Regions from separate parts of the Mus musculus genome. Here all the other regions are linked to region 1. A link is a contact called in public promoter capture Hi-C data. All regions are on one chromosome and are shown on one strand. The core of a region is the stretch at or near the end of the contact, and the rest is flanking DNA. Distances in the headings are between cores, read along the strand shown.

The links. Capture Hi-C pulls out chosen DNA fragments and counts their contacts.
Region 2: a contact with region 1 is called in a promoter capture Hi-C map of adipose tissue. The contact joins two enhancer-like sites. A contact is called at or near these places in 3 of 39 promoter capture datasets (the C10 cell line, neutrophils and pre-B cells), 2 of 15 datasets of contacts at CTCF or cohesin (large pre-B cells and pro-B cells) and 1 of 9 other capture datasets (adipose tissue).
Region 3: a contact with region 1 is called in a promoter capture Hi-C map of adipose tissue. The contact joins two enhancer-like sites. A contact is called at or near these places in 1 of 39 promoter capture datasets (pre-B cells), 3 of 484 Hi-C or Micro-C datasets (embryonic stem cells and granulocyte-monocyte progenitors) and 1 of 9 other capture datasets (adipose tissue).

Annotation. Positions count from the first base shown.
Region 1 is chr5:122,479,638-122,483,886 of GRCm38.p6, forward strand. All of the region lies in intron 5 of Atp2a2 (ATPase, Ca++ transporting, cardiac muscle, slow twitch 2), which reads right to left. Among named protein-coding and RNA genes, the nearest start is that of Atp2a2, 20 kb to the right of the region's middle. Within about 2 kb of position 2,069, at least 26 of the 459 cell types and tissues checked have an H3K27ac peak or open chromatin away from gene starts, as enhancers often do. A contact at or near this core is called in adipose tissue, where this site is marked.
Region 2 is chr5:122,107,197-122,111,445 of GRCm38.p6, forward strand. It overlaps Ccdc63 (coiled-coil domain containing 63), which reads right to left. Exons shown (of 12, transcript NM_001384199.1): 10 at 3,664-3,856; 11 at 1,976-2,179; 12 at 859-1,051. The coding sequence ends at 912. It also overlaps a transcript of Myl2 not described here. Among named protein-coding and RNA genes, the nearest start is that of Myl2, 8.4 kb to the left of the region's middle. Within about 2 kb of position 2,190, at least 36 of the 459 cell types and tissues checked have an H3K27ac peak or open chromatin away from gene starts, as enhancers often do. A contact at or near this core is called in adipose tissue, where this site is marked.
Region 3 is chr5:122,173,240-122,177,488 of GRCm38.p6, forward strand. It overlaps Ppp1cc (protein phosphatase 1 catalytic subunit gamma), which reads left to right. Exons shown (of 7, transcript NM_013636.4): 6 at 1-41; 7 at 816-2,034. The coding sequence ends at 905. Among named protein-coding and RNA genes, the nearest start is that of Ppp1cc, 17 kb to the left of the region's middle. Within about 2 kb of position 2,327, at least 35 of the 459 cell types and tissues checked have an H3K27ac peak or open chromatin away from gene starts, as enhancers often do. A contact at or near this core is called in adipose tissue, where this site is marked.

The DNA of each region.
Region 1 (4,249 bases), core at 819-3,318:
GTTTAATGTGTAGTCCCCAGACACTATCAGGTATTATTACTCAACCATCAGGTATTATTTTTACGACTTTTCTCAGTATGATTATCTTCTTGAGTAGAAGAAAAGTAAGTTGCCTATAATATATAGAAAATGACTTTGGCTCAATTTAACACTGAAGTTAACTACCTAGAGCCAAAACAAAATAACAGGGCTGGTGAGTTGGCTCAGTGGTTAAGAGCAAAGTGCTCTTTCGAAGGTCCTGAGTCCAATTCCCAGCAACCATATGGTGGCTCACAACCATCCTTAATGAGATCTGACGCCCTCTTCTGGTGTGTCTGAAGTCAGCTACAGTGTACTTACATATTTTAATAAATAAATTTTGGGGCTGGAACAAGTAGAGGTCCTGAGTTCAATTCCCATCAACCACATGATGGCTCACAACCATCTGTACAGCTACAGTATACTCATATACATAAAATAAATAAATAAATCTTAAAAAAAAAAAAAGAGCAAAGTAACAAAGCCAACCCTATCTTCTTACTTTCTATACGTTAACAATTCACACTCCAAGGAGGCGACCAGATTACCTCTCAAACTCCCAGGTTTGGATGCCTGTGGGACATTACTAGACAATCATATAAAAAGGATCCAATGGGATTTTGATTAAATTGTCAATTAGATGCTGACATAAACAGATTCCTCTTAAAAAAGTTTCCAGGTACATTTTCTTTAAAAAAAAAAAAAAAGATTTATTTTATATATGTGAGTACACTGTTGCCACTGTTTTGAGACACACCAGAAGAGAGCATCAGATCCGATAACAGATGGTTGTGACCCACCATGTAGTTGCTGGGAATTGAACTCAGGACCTCTGGAAAGGCAGTCAGTAATCTTAACCATCTTTCCAGCCCTAGAGGTGTATTTTTTTCTCTCTCTCTCTCCTCTGAGACAGGGTCTGTCTATGTAGCCCTGGCTGGCATCGAACCTAGAGATCCACCTTCCTTTCCTGTCTGCCAACTGCTGGAATGAAAGGTGTGCTTGACCACTATAAGGATTGGATTCTTTCTAGAATTCCATGGGTGGTAGATTTTTCTGAAGCCATGGGCCTATTTTATAGTCCCGTTTATTGGGTGAGTAATTTCCTGTATTTTAAAATCCTTCATATATTAAGAATATGGGGTGCTGTTTTCTGTGTCACTACTTCTTCAAGCATTGTTGTTTCTGAGCCAAGGTCTCCATGGGCCATAGCTGTCCAAAGATTTGGCGGACTCTACATTTGCATGTTAAAACTAAGCGTGGGCCATACTTTCTCCTGCACGGAAAGGAGTATTGTTTGTAATTCAACTTGTGCTGGATCATGGTGACATACAAAGAACTTCAGTTAACAGTTTAAAAGACAAAATAAAAACATATATCAGACTCATGAATAAAGAGGCAACACCTGATGCCAGGTAAGGTAGCACAAGCTTTTAACCCCAGCTCTTGGGAGGCAGGTAGATCTCCATGGTGTTCAAAGACAGTCTAGGCTGGTTTACATAGTGAATTTCAGGCAGACAGGGCTGAACTGAATCTATCCATTCATTTTCCTCTGCTGACTTACTTCTTACATCACTTTTCAGCCTTTTAGCTAAGATCAAGTGTAAAAATTTAATACAAGGCAGGCTACCAAGGTGATTCAGCAGCTAAAATCGACTGCCACCAAGCCTGACAACTGGAAGTCTAATCCCTAGGACCCATACTGTATAAGACAGTGAACTCCTAACTTGTTCTCTTATCATTCTTGTACATATATACCCCCACACACACACACACATACACACATGAACATGGACACAGACACAGAAATACAATTAAAAAAACAATATGGGGAGAATACTCATAACCACAGGTTCAGATTCTGAAAAGAACTTTTTGGAACAGTCTCTATTACATTTTCTTGCATACCAGAAATACTAGCTCCCACAAGATCGTCTCTGTGGAAAGACATGAAGGAAGTATGCCCGAATTAGTTTTTATAACCCACTATGTGCTAGCATTCTCTCGGCTAGAAAGCCTTTGCATCATCTTGGCCAACCCATGACCTTGTTTTACCAAGGCCAGGAAGTAGAGAGTTTTACTTCAGGAAGCTCAATTAATGAAAGACTTCCTCTAGCTTGTTATGACTGCTTCACATCTTTTGCTAAGGGTCTATTTGGTTGCACATCAGGACAGATCTATTAAGGAGCTTTAAAAAATAAATCTATGAAAGTAAAGATCTGTCTAATATTTTTCAAAGGAAAAATAACAATTGTCTTTACGCCACAGGCTCCTGTGAGTTTCAGACAGGGCTCTGCCTGGGAAGCAGGCAAGGAAACACTGCTGATCACATCCAGTGATGTTCCCTAATGGGCGAGTGAGCGCCTGAGGGCACGTGGTAGTGGAAAGTTCTTATTCTTGCCAAGGGAGTGCTCTGCAATTTTTTCCTCCACATTTTTTTTCCTCTCTTTGGGCTGAGGCAGGAAGAATGAGAGCATGTGTTATAAACCTCCTTCCATTTGCTTAACACCTGACACTGCTCACGTGTAGTTCTTGGCTCTGTAAGTTCTTAGCTCTTTCCTTTCCATAACAATACTGATTTTCACTCTGAAGAAAAATACAATTTAAAGGTTAGTCTACCAAGAATACAGTTAAGAGTCAGTTTTTAAAAGTTATTTTTGCGATAATTTATAAATGAATGGAAGTTTTCTTTACCTTACAAGGAGATTTAAGTAAGAATACTTAAACATCTTTTTTACTTAAGGTAAACATAAATAATAATATATGCAAGGAAAACAGTTTACGTATACATGTATGTGGGTGAATAAAAAGTATTTTATTTTAGCTGGGTGCAGTGGTGCATGCCTTTAATCCCAAGCACTTGGGGTTGGGGTGGGCTGGACATGTACCTCAACAGGTGGAGTTCAGAAAGCCCTGAAACTGAACGTTGAGCTATGAACATCTTTCACTTCTGGAGGTCAAATTAATACATGGAAGCAGGAATTACACCATTCTATCCTCACATCCCAGCCACCTCCCCAAATCCTCTACATGTTCTAACACAAGAAAAGCTTAAACACTGTATTTTTCCAAGTCACAATATCTTAGCAAAAGTGACCCCTTTCCTGTGGTTGTTGTTGGTTTTGTTTTTTTTTTTTTTCTTTTTAAAGCTGTTTTTTTCCCCAAAAGTCTTAACCTCCATGGCAAGAATGGAAAGACTGACACTGACTATTAGTCATGAAGCGGGAGGAGTGATTACAGGAAATCAGGAAATGCCAGCCCCGTGTAATCAGGTCAAGCTTCAAGATCAACTGGTCTGTCATGGTCTGAGGGTGTGTGGAGGTGGGGAACCTCCCATAGTCCTTCACCTCTCAGTGTCTTATGACCTGTCCTCACAGTGTTAAAGGGTCTTGACCTCAAAGCACTCTGCTTAATATATCTACACTCATTTTTCAAAAGTACTTTGTACTTTCAAAAGAGATTCACATTTATGTATACGGTGGTCTTTTGCCTGTATTCACGTGTACCTCATGTGTGTCTGTTGTCTGTCTGCAAAGGCCAAGAGGTGTCAGATCACCTGGAACTGGAGTTATATCTGAGCCATCATGCGCTGACAGCTTTGTGGAGCTGAAGTTACAGGCAGCTGTGAGGTGCCCCAGCTGGGAGCGAGGTTTTATCCTGGGTCTTTTCAAGGGTAGTAACTACTGTAACTGCTGGGCTCATCTCCAGTCCTTGCTTTTCTTAACATACAAGTTAACATGAGGAATTTAGGACTTGATTTTTAGGAACAATCAATATTATTTCTAGTGTTACCTGAATCTAGATACCCCATCCCTCACTATGAAACAACTTTACAGACATGCTCAATGCTTTCCTTGGTTGTTTCTCTGGCTTTTCCCCCCCCTTTAGTATAAGTTTGACTTTTAAAAAAATTTAGGGGACAGGACATATATGTGTGTGGAAGCCTGAGGTTCACATCAGATGTCACCCATTCCCCACTTTATTTACTGAGCATGAATCCCATGCTGAACCCAGAGCTCACCTTAACTAGTGTAGCTAGCCAACCTGGCATAGGGATTACTTTTTCTTACCTGCTGACAAAGGAGAGGCCATACATTCCCATGTTTTATGTGGGTAGTGGTCACTTAACTCCTATCCTCATGCTTGTATAGCAATTGCTTTATGCACTGCACCATCTCTCTTGTTCAGCACACTGGTTTCCTTGTTCAGAGATCCTGAGTTCAAATCCCAGCAC
Region 2 (4,249 bases), core at 940-3,439, 370 kb before region 1:
CTGGGACTTCCAGACTTAGCCCGCTTTACATAGTGGGTTTCAGGCTAGCCTGGGCTACATAATGAGATCCTGAATAAAAATAACACACCGGCAGTGACAGTTCCTGGCTCCCCTGACCTGGGCCTTTGCTTAACCTTAGAACTGAGTCCCCATAGCTAAACTAAAATCAGGAAGCCAAGGCCAAGAGAATCACTAGAACCAAGCATTAGTAACATCGAAGGCTAGCCTGGGCTATAGAGCGAGGCCCTGTCTGAGAGAGAGAAGAAACCCACAGTTCCCACACCCAGGGTCAGATCCAGCCCTGCAACCGATGTGGGCCCCTTGCAGGAAGCTGCGGTTCAAGGGATGGGGTCCTGAAGGATCAGAACCCTCAAACTCTGGGTGACCCATACCCTTCCTGTGGTTCTGGGAGTGTCTTCTAGGGGCTCTTCCAGAGACACTGAGGCTGGGGACCACAGATACCTGGGCTCTAGAGAGGGGGCAGCAAGGCCTGCAGGACCCAGCTCAGTTCTGTGGGGACACTCACTCCCAAAGTACACACAGGCAAAGGGGTTCTCAGCTTCCAAGACCCTGGTTCCTGCCCAGTCTCTGCCTCATCCAGTAGACCCTAGAGTCTGAGATCAATATTTCAACATGAGCCACCCCCTAAACTGCCCTGTTCCATCCGGCAGACCTTGTCAGTTGTGGGAGGTGGGGGTGAGGGAGTAGGAGGCAGTGCTGGCCACATTCTCAGGGTTATCAAGGGCCACATAGACCTCGGGCCACTCTTGAGGCCCATGCTTCTCGCCCCTCACCCCACTTCTAAGCTGGTTTGCAGCCTGCAGAGCTACTCAGCACAGCACATCAAAGGCCCTAGGATCAGCAAGAAAACATTTATTCTCTCTGGTGTGGAATACAGGCACCCACGAGGCTCAGCCTATCACCTTCTTCTTGAGCCTTATCTCGTCCCCCTTCTCTGACATGGTGTCCTGTAGTTCTTTTGTGCGTTCCCTCTGAAGGAAGTTCTCCAAGACCATCTGCTGGAGGGTACTGTGGTCCAGAGGAGAGTCCACTGCACCCAGGACAAGCTCTGTGAGGAACTGGGAGTTGGTGCCCAGCTCACTTCCTTCCCAGGGACAGTGTCACGCCATCATGCTGGGCTGAGCACCGGTTGGAAAGCCCTTTAGAGCTCCAAGCAGAGAAGCACCCTCAGGGGATTCCCATGCACGAATGGGAGACATAGCTGGTTTAATACCCACAGACCAAGCTGCAAGGCACAGCCTCGGTTTGATTGCTAAGCCATTGCTACCCAGGGGAACATACATTTTAGTGGCTACATAGTACTCCATTATGTGTTTGGGTAAGTTCTGACTAAGTGAATGGTGCGTGGCATGCACGTGTGTATAAGAGTGTGTGTGTGTGTGTGTGTGTGTGTGTGTGTTTGTGTGTGTATATGAGTATATGTGTGAGTATGTATGTGTCTGAGTATATGTTGTATGTGTTTGTTTATGAGTATGTATGTATGTCAGTGTATAAGTGTGTCTATATGAGTATGTGCATATGAGTGTAAGAGTGTACATGAATATTGTGAGTATGTATGTGTATACATGTATATGAGTGTGTGTGTAGGAGTATGTATATGTATGTAGGTATGTTTATGTGTCAGTGTGTATGTGTTTGAATATAGGTGTATGTGTGTGTTTATGAGTATGTATGTGAGTATGTGTATATACAAGTGTCATTGTATTTGTGTATGTGTGTGTGTGTGTAGGGTCCTTTGCTAATTTCCAGTTTGGGGCTGCAGTGAACATGTTCCCACTTCCTGACCCTATTGTTCCCTAAGGACCTATTCTCATTTTGTTCAAACAAGTGGCTATACTGTGGTGATGATTCGTGGCCATGAGGGAAACTGAGGCCCACAGACCCCATAGAGACTTGGGGTCCTTAAGGGACCCTACCCAGTGGCCTGCCTGGGTGGCAGAGGGCAAGAACTCACCCTCTTCAAGTTTGTCACTGAAGGAGTCTGCCCCAAACACAGGCAGCACAACCCTTATGGGCTCTGGGGGCTTGAGGAGGGCAGAGCCGCCCCAGAAGGGGTTGACAAAGGGTTGTGGGACATCGACATCGGGCCCCTCTGCCTCCTGCAGGCGCCGGAAGGACTCTAGAAGCAGCAGGTCATTTGTCTTCTTTTCTATGATAGCTGGAAGGAAAAAACGGGGTCAGGGGGTCAAGGGTTAAGACCGCCAGCCCAGGCAGCCCTCATTATCACAGAGGGAGGGATGGGAGTTTGTGCAGGATGCTGGCTTCCTCCTGGCCACGGGCCGTGGGTGTGGGAAATTCTGACATCATGAGGCACCGAAATCTCTCTGATGCACATTGGCAGAGCTGCTCACAGGAGCACACGGTAGATCTGAGGCACTGAAAGCGCTGTGAGTGACAGTTTCTAGGAAAACATGGTCCAAAAAGAATTCCCTAGATATTGACAATGAGAAGGCCAAAAACCAGTGTTCCACTAGACATCAAAGCCAGCAGTAGCCTGATTTTCCAGCCTGCATTTATGCCATTCCTTCTGCCTGGGATGCCTGGGGTGGGTGCTAAGATTCAAACTCGGCTCTCTGCGCGCCCGTGCACATACACACACACATACACATTCACACTCATAAGAACAGCCGGTACCATTCATGCCAAGCTACCACAGTCTGGGTGGCCATGTCCCCTCTGTACCCTGAACTGGGAGCTAAACCCGGAAATGCAGAAGGCAGTTTCACAAGCGTCTGTGACATATCCGGAGCCCCACTCTGAACATTTCATTTCCTTCCTTTCAATCAGGGTTTTTAGTTCCTTTTTCTTGCTGTATTGCTTTGGCAAAGCATCCTACAGGTACAGAACTGAATAAGCTTAACAGGAGTCATTTTTGCCTTCTTCCTAATCTTGGAGAAAAAAGCCCATGGGGCTCAGATATGAAAAGCGTGGTGTGTGCGCGCACATGCATGTGAGCCTCTGTACGTATATGTGTATACGTCTGCATGAACACACTTTGTGCATACATGTGTGCATATGTGTTTGCATGCGTGTGCATATATGTGCAGGCATATGTGAGCATGTGCATATAGTGTTTACTGGTGTTTGAATGTGTCTTTGTGCACATGTGTGTGTATGTATAGTGTTTAGTATATACATATATATACTATATATATATATATATATATATATATATAGTGTATGTATAGTGTTTAGTGTATAGTGTTTGTGGCAGGTGCCTGTACATGTGTGTGTATGTGTGTACATCCGTGTAAGCATGTGTGTGTGAACATGTAAGTGTTACGGTGTTTGTGAATGTGTGTAAGGAAGCTCTCTTTTCTAGCTTTAGTTTTTCTCCTGAAGGGAATTCACCAAACCCCTCTCCTGGGTTCACTGAGATTCACCACCAACTAACCCGTGTTTAATCCTCCCAATAAATCCGGTGGTGTAGCTCCTGAGTTGCACCCTCATTTCAGAGCTCAAAGAACCCGAGCACAGAGAGGGTCGGGAATGTGGCCAACGTCACACAGCTAGTAAGTGAAGGCTCAGAATTCAAACCAAGGCAGGCCGCACCATGGCTGTGCTCACTACCAACCAAGAAAGCGTTCTTGTGCCTGGTCACAGACCGTGCAGGCAAGAGTGCCTAAGAGGTACTAGGCTCACCAAAATACTGCTGCAGATTGATGTCCGTGACCTTCCCGGACTCGCCCAGCTTGCCCAGGATCTCAGTGGCATCGCAGTTGATCTTCTTAAACATCTTCTCCACCGAGTTCTTGAGATACTCCAGGGTCTTGCTCATCTCCTTGTATTTGGTCTCATAAATGTCCGCTTCCTGCGTGGTCTTTCTCAGTTTCTCCTGGGGGACAGACAGACACCAGGCCCAGCCTGAGGCTGAGGGACTTTTTGTGCAAGTGACGGGGGGGCGGGGGCAGGCGGTGTGCCATCCAAGGAATGAGCTTCCTGACAGCATCAAACAAATTTAAGAAAAAAACAGACAGCTAAGGATGGGGGTTCCTTGCGTGGAGTGCTTGCGCAAACCAGGAGTGGTATGCATGCCTGTAAATCTTGCACTCTGGGGATGGGGGCAAGGAGGGACGCGAGCCCAGGGTCATCCTTGTCTATGTAGTGAGTTTGGGACCAGCCTGGGGTACATGAGACCCTGTATCAAAACTAAGTGATTCCTCAGAGTGCCGAACCCGGACTCCTGGAGAGAGAGGAGATGGTGAAGAGCCAGGGGTGGAGAGGGTTC
Region 3 (4,249 bases), core at 1,077-3,576, 310 kb before region 1:
CCATGATGAGTGTGGATGAGACCCTCATGTGTTCCTTCCAGGTGAGACTGTGGCCACTTTTCATGTGCTTGCACCTCTGCTGAGCAGGCTGCCCTTTCTTTTTTAGGAATATTTATCCCATGGAAAAAGTGTGTGGGCTCTTCCTAAAGAAAGGAAAAATAATACGGAACCTTTTCCCAGGATTGACGTTAGGTGTAGTTGAATTCTTTAAGTGGGTGGAAGCAAGCGGTGTGTTACAGTGTCACTTATAGTCAGTGCTTTTGGTGAGAAGAGGGAGTTGGGGTGCCTCTGGCTGGCCTGGAACACACCCTGTAGACCAGGCTGGCCATGAATGTAAGAGAGATTTACTTGCCTCTGCCTCCCAAGTGCCAACACATCAGCTTGTGCCATGATATCGTCTCCTGTGCTGGCCCCTGGTTCTTACATTTCCTCCCTATAGTGGGCTTGATCCATTTCAAGCTCACGCAGTTGTTAATGTTACTGTAGCTGTGGAAGTCCCGAGGCAGGCCTCAGCACTCCCCAGAGACTGCAGACTCCAGTGCCTTCCACAGAGCTTCAAGGTTGTGGGAAGCTCTAGACTTGAGTTTGTCACTTGGCCCCAGCAGAAACTGTTTTCCAGATCACATATTCTGGCTGTATGTCATGGCACTTCTCCACCAAAATGCTCAGGGACCAGTCGGTCCAGGGTATGTTCTAGAGGGCTTTTCAGCATTTAGGGGGCAGCAGCATTAGGCAGAACTTCTAGATGGAGATCTGAACAGAGCTGAGGTCCAGGTATAGCTCTCCTAAGGTTCTTCTTTCTTTCCTCTTTACAGATTTTAAAGCCTGCAGAGAAAAAGAAGCCCAACGCCACGAGACCTGTCACACCACCACGGGGTATGATCACAAAGCAAGCAAAGAAATAGATGTCACTTGACACTGCCTGGTTGGGACTTGTAACATAGCGTTCATAACCTTCCTTTTTAAACTGTGATGTGCTGGTCAGCTTGCCCAGGTAGACCTGTCTGTCGGGCCCTCCTCCATTTGATTACTGCTGGCACTTGCTGGTTATAGCAGCAAGCCAAGCACTTCATTCTCAAGAGAGCATTTTGTTTTGAACCTCTGTTCCCTTTGTGGACAGCTCTGATGATGGTGTTAAGCTGTACACCCTGGCAGGTTATCCTGTCTGAGGAGAAAGTGTACAATTGATCTTTTTTTAATTTAGTATAAGTCATGAATAATGTAAATGCCTGTTTTCTTTAGGATATAAAGAGAGCCTTAGAGTGCGTGAGTCTCTACATGTAATTGTCATAAATGCATTCTGTTGATACAAACCACTGTGAACAATTTTTTTTCCAGTTTGTTTGAAAGGGACTGCTTTCCCTCATTGTCTTGTCATGTACAAACTAGTGTCTGCAGCTGTGGCAGCAGGAGTGACCTGCCTGCCGCCAGCCCTGCCCAGACTATCTGAAGCACACTCCTTCCCACTGCACATTTAATAATGATTAAAGCCATTCTTTTCAATGTCTGTGATTCCTTCCTAAAGCCAAAGTTTCTGTTGGACTGTATGGCACGCCCTGGGGATGAGGTGGCCAGGGCATCGAGGCTGCGTGCACAGGCCGCCTCCCTCCGTGGGGCCTCAGAAGCAGGTTATTTTAACTAGCAATAGTGGTATAGTGCTGAGTAAGCTATTAATGATGGAAGTTAATGACACTTTGTACAGTTCCCATATAGTCTATTCACTGAGTGATCTTTTTACAGTTGGATCAGGCCTGAACCCGTCCATTCAGAAAGCTTCAAATTATAGAAACAACACTGTCCTATACGAGTGACCGATAATGCTTTCTTTGGCTACATTCTTTATTCTGCGGTGACATTGAGGCTTATAAATCAAAAGGAACTAACTTGCCGTCCACCGGTTTATACAGAACTCACAGTATCTATGACTTTTTTAAACTACGACCTGTTAAATGAATCTGTTTGCACAGATGCCCGTGTACAATGCCATGTGCTGAGAATGGTTTCAGACTTATTAAATGCAAGCTTGTTAACTTGTTCGTGTCTTTCTGTCAGCAGCGGCCCCACGAATCCTTTCCTGTCTTTCCATATGCAGTCCTTTTGGGAGGGGCCTGGGTCTTGGCTAAGTAGCCTGGCAGGAGGGAGGGGCTGGCTTCCTTGGAGCCCTGCCTGTAGCCTTAGTTTCTTGCTGCCTTGGTCTATTAAAGCTGCTGGTGCATTGAGAGGAAGCCAGGTAGCCCTGGTTCCTGGGGAGTGTCTTGGCCTCAGACCCTGTGTGTGGTGGTGGAGGGCAGGCCTAGATGGTGTCTGGCCTGACTGCTGGCCAGTGGGTCCTAAGGGTCAGCCAAGTACTCCCCTGGGCACTCCCACATCCCAGCCTGCTTCCTTCAGCTTGAACCTAATGGTCGGAATCTGAGCCATTGATTAGGTCAGAGGCTGTTGAAGGGCATCAGCCCTAGAGGTGGTTTGCTTTCTGTCATGGGGCCCTGAGCAGAGAAAACGTGAAGTTGATACAAGAGACACTTTAAGCCTTTCACTGTTTACCAAAGGCTTCCTCCTCTGTCTGCATGCACCCTTGTAACTTGTAACCTAGGGAGTGCCTCGTTTCTCTCAGGTTCTGGCTCGCTAGCTGGGTGAATGGCAGAGCCACAGCAAGTCCCAGTTAGGAGTGTATGGGGCGTCTCTGCTGAGTTACACCAGCCTGTGCTCCTCTGAGCTCATCATCTGAGCAAGTCTTCCTGACACCAACATAAAAAGACACAGAGGAGCCAGGCGTGGTGGCGCACGTCTTTAATCCCAGCACTCGGGAGGCAGAGGCAGGCGGCTTTCTGAGTTCCAGGACAGCCAGGGCAACACAGAAAAACCCTGTCTCCAAAAAACAAAAAACCAAAAAAAAAAAAAAAAAAAAAAAAACCAAACCAAACCACAGAGGGAGGACACGGTGCTTCCTGGTATTAGAAGTAATGAGTGTCAAAACTTGTAGAAACTGGTGTGAGACAGTCCACCATTCTGTTCATATTCACAGTAAACATGTGAATGAATGTACCATACATGTATAGCCCCCCGCCCCCCCCCCCAAAAAAAAAAACAGCACACACCTATGTAACAGGTGAAACTGGGGGCCAAGGGACAAGTGCTAATCCAGGAAGAAAGGGTGTCCTGGTTGGGGCCAGCCCAGGTGGCTGAAAGAAGTCCATCTGTCATCTGATACTTGGTGGTGGATAAGGACAAGCTGAGAATCATTGGCATTGTTGGGTTAGCTTGGGAGACATGGGAGGGGGTGGACTGTAGAGTCCGTGTGGGATGGATTGGAAGGAAGAAGGCAGAGGCCAGGCTTCTGAAGACATGTCTGGGGAATGGAAAGTGAGGAGCACAGGGCAGTTAGGCCCACTGCAGGGTGGGGTGCACAGCTCCCTGTAGCTCAGGCTCCAAGGGTCCAGTGCCCTCTTGTGGCCTTTGGGGTTCTACACACAGGAACATTGAAAAAAATTTTTTTTTCTTTTTTGGTTTTTCTTTTTTTCTTTTTTTGAGACAGGGTTTCTCTGTATAGCCCTGGCTGTCCTGGAACTCACTTTGTAGACCAGGCTAACCTCGAACTCAGAAATCTGCCTGCCTCTGCCTCCCGAGTGCTGGGATTAAAGGCGTGCGCCACCAAGCCTGGCTCAACATTTTTAAATTTTTAATCAAAAGAAAAGGCTCGGGGCTGGTGAGATGGCTCAGTGGATAAGAGCACCCGACTGCTCTTCCGAAGGTCCAGAGTTCAAATCCCAGCAACCACATGGTGGCTCACAACCATCTGTAACAAGATCTGACGCCCTCTTCTGGAGTGTCTGAAGACAGCTACAGTGTACTTACATATAATAAATAAATAAATCTTAAAAAAAAAAAAAAAGAAAAAAGGCTCGGTTTGAGATGCTGGTGGCCTTGAATCAGAAAATAGTTGAAATTCATTTTTTAAAAAAGATTTATTTATTATTATATCTAAGTACACTGTAGCTGTCTTTAGACACACCAGAAGAGGGTGTCAGCTCTCATGATTGGATGGTTGTGAGCCACTATGTGGTTCCTGGGATTTGAACTCAGAACCTTTGGAAGAGCAGTCGGTGTTCTTAATCACTGAGCCATCTCTCCAGCCCTGAAATTAATTTTTTACCCACTTGGTGACCTAGAGGAACTTAGCTGAGCTCAGTTCTGCTTACCAGATGTGCAGTCTTGGTGCATACCAGCCTAGCTTCCTGCCCCGGGCCCACAG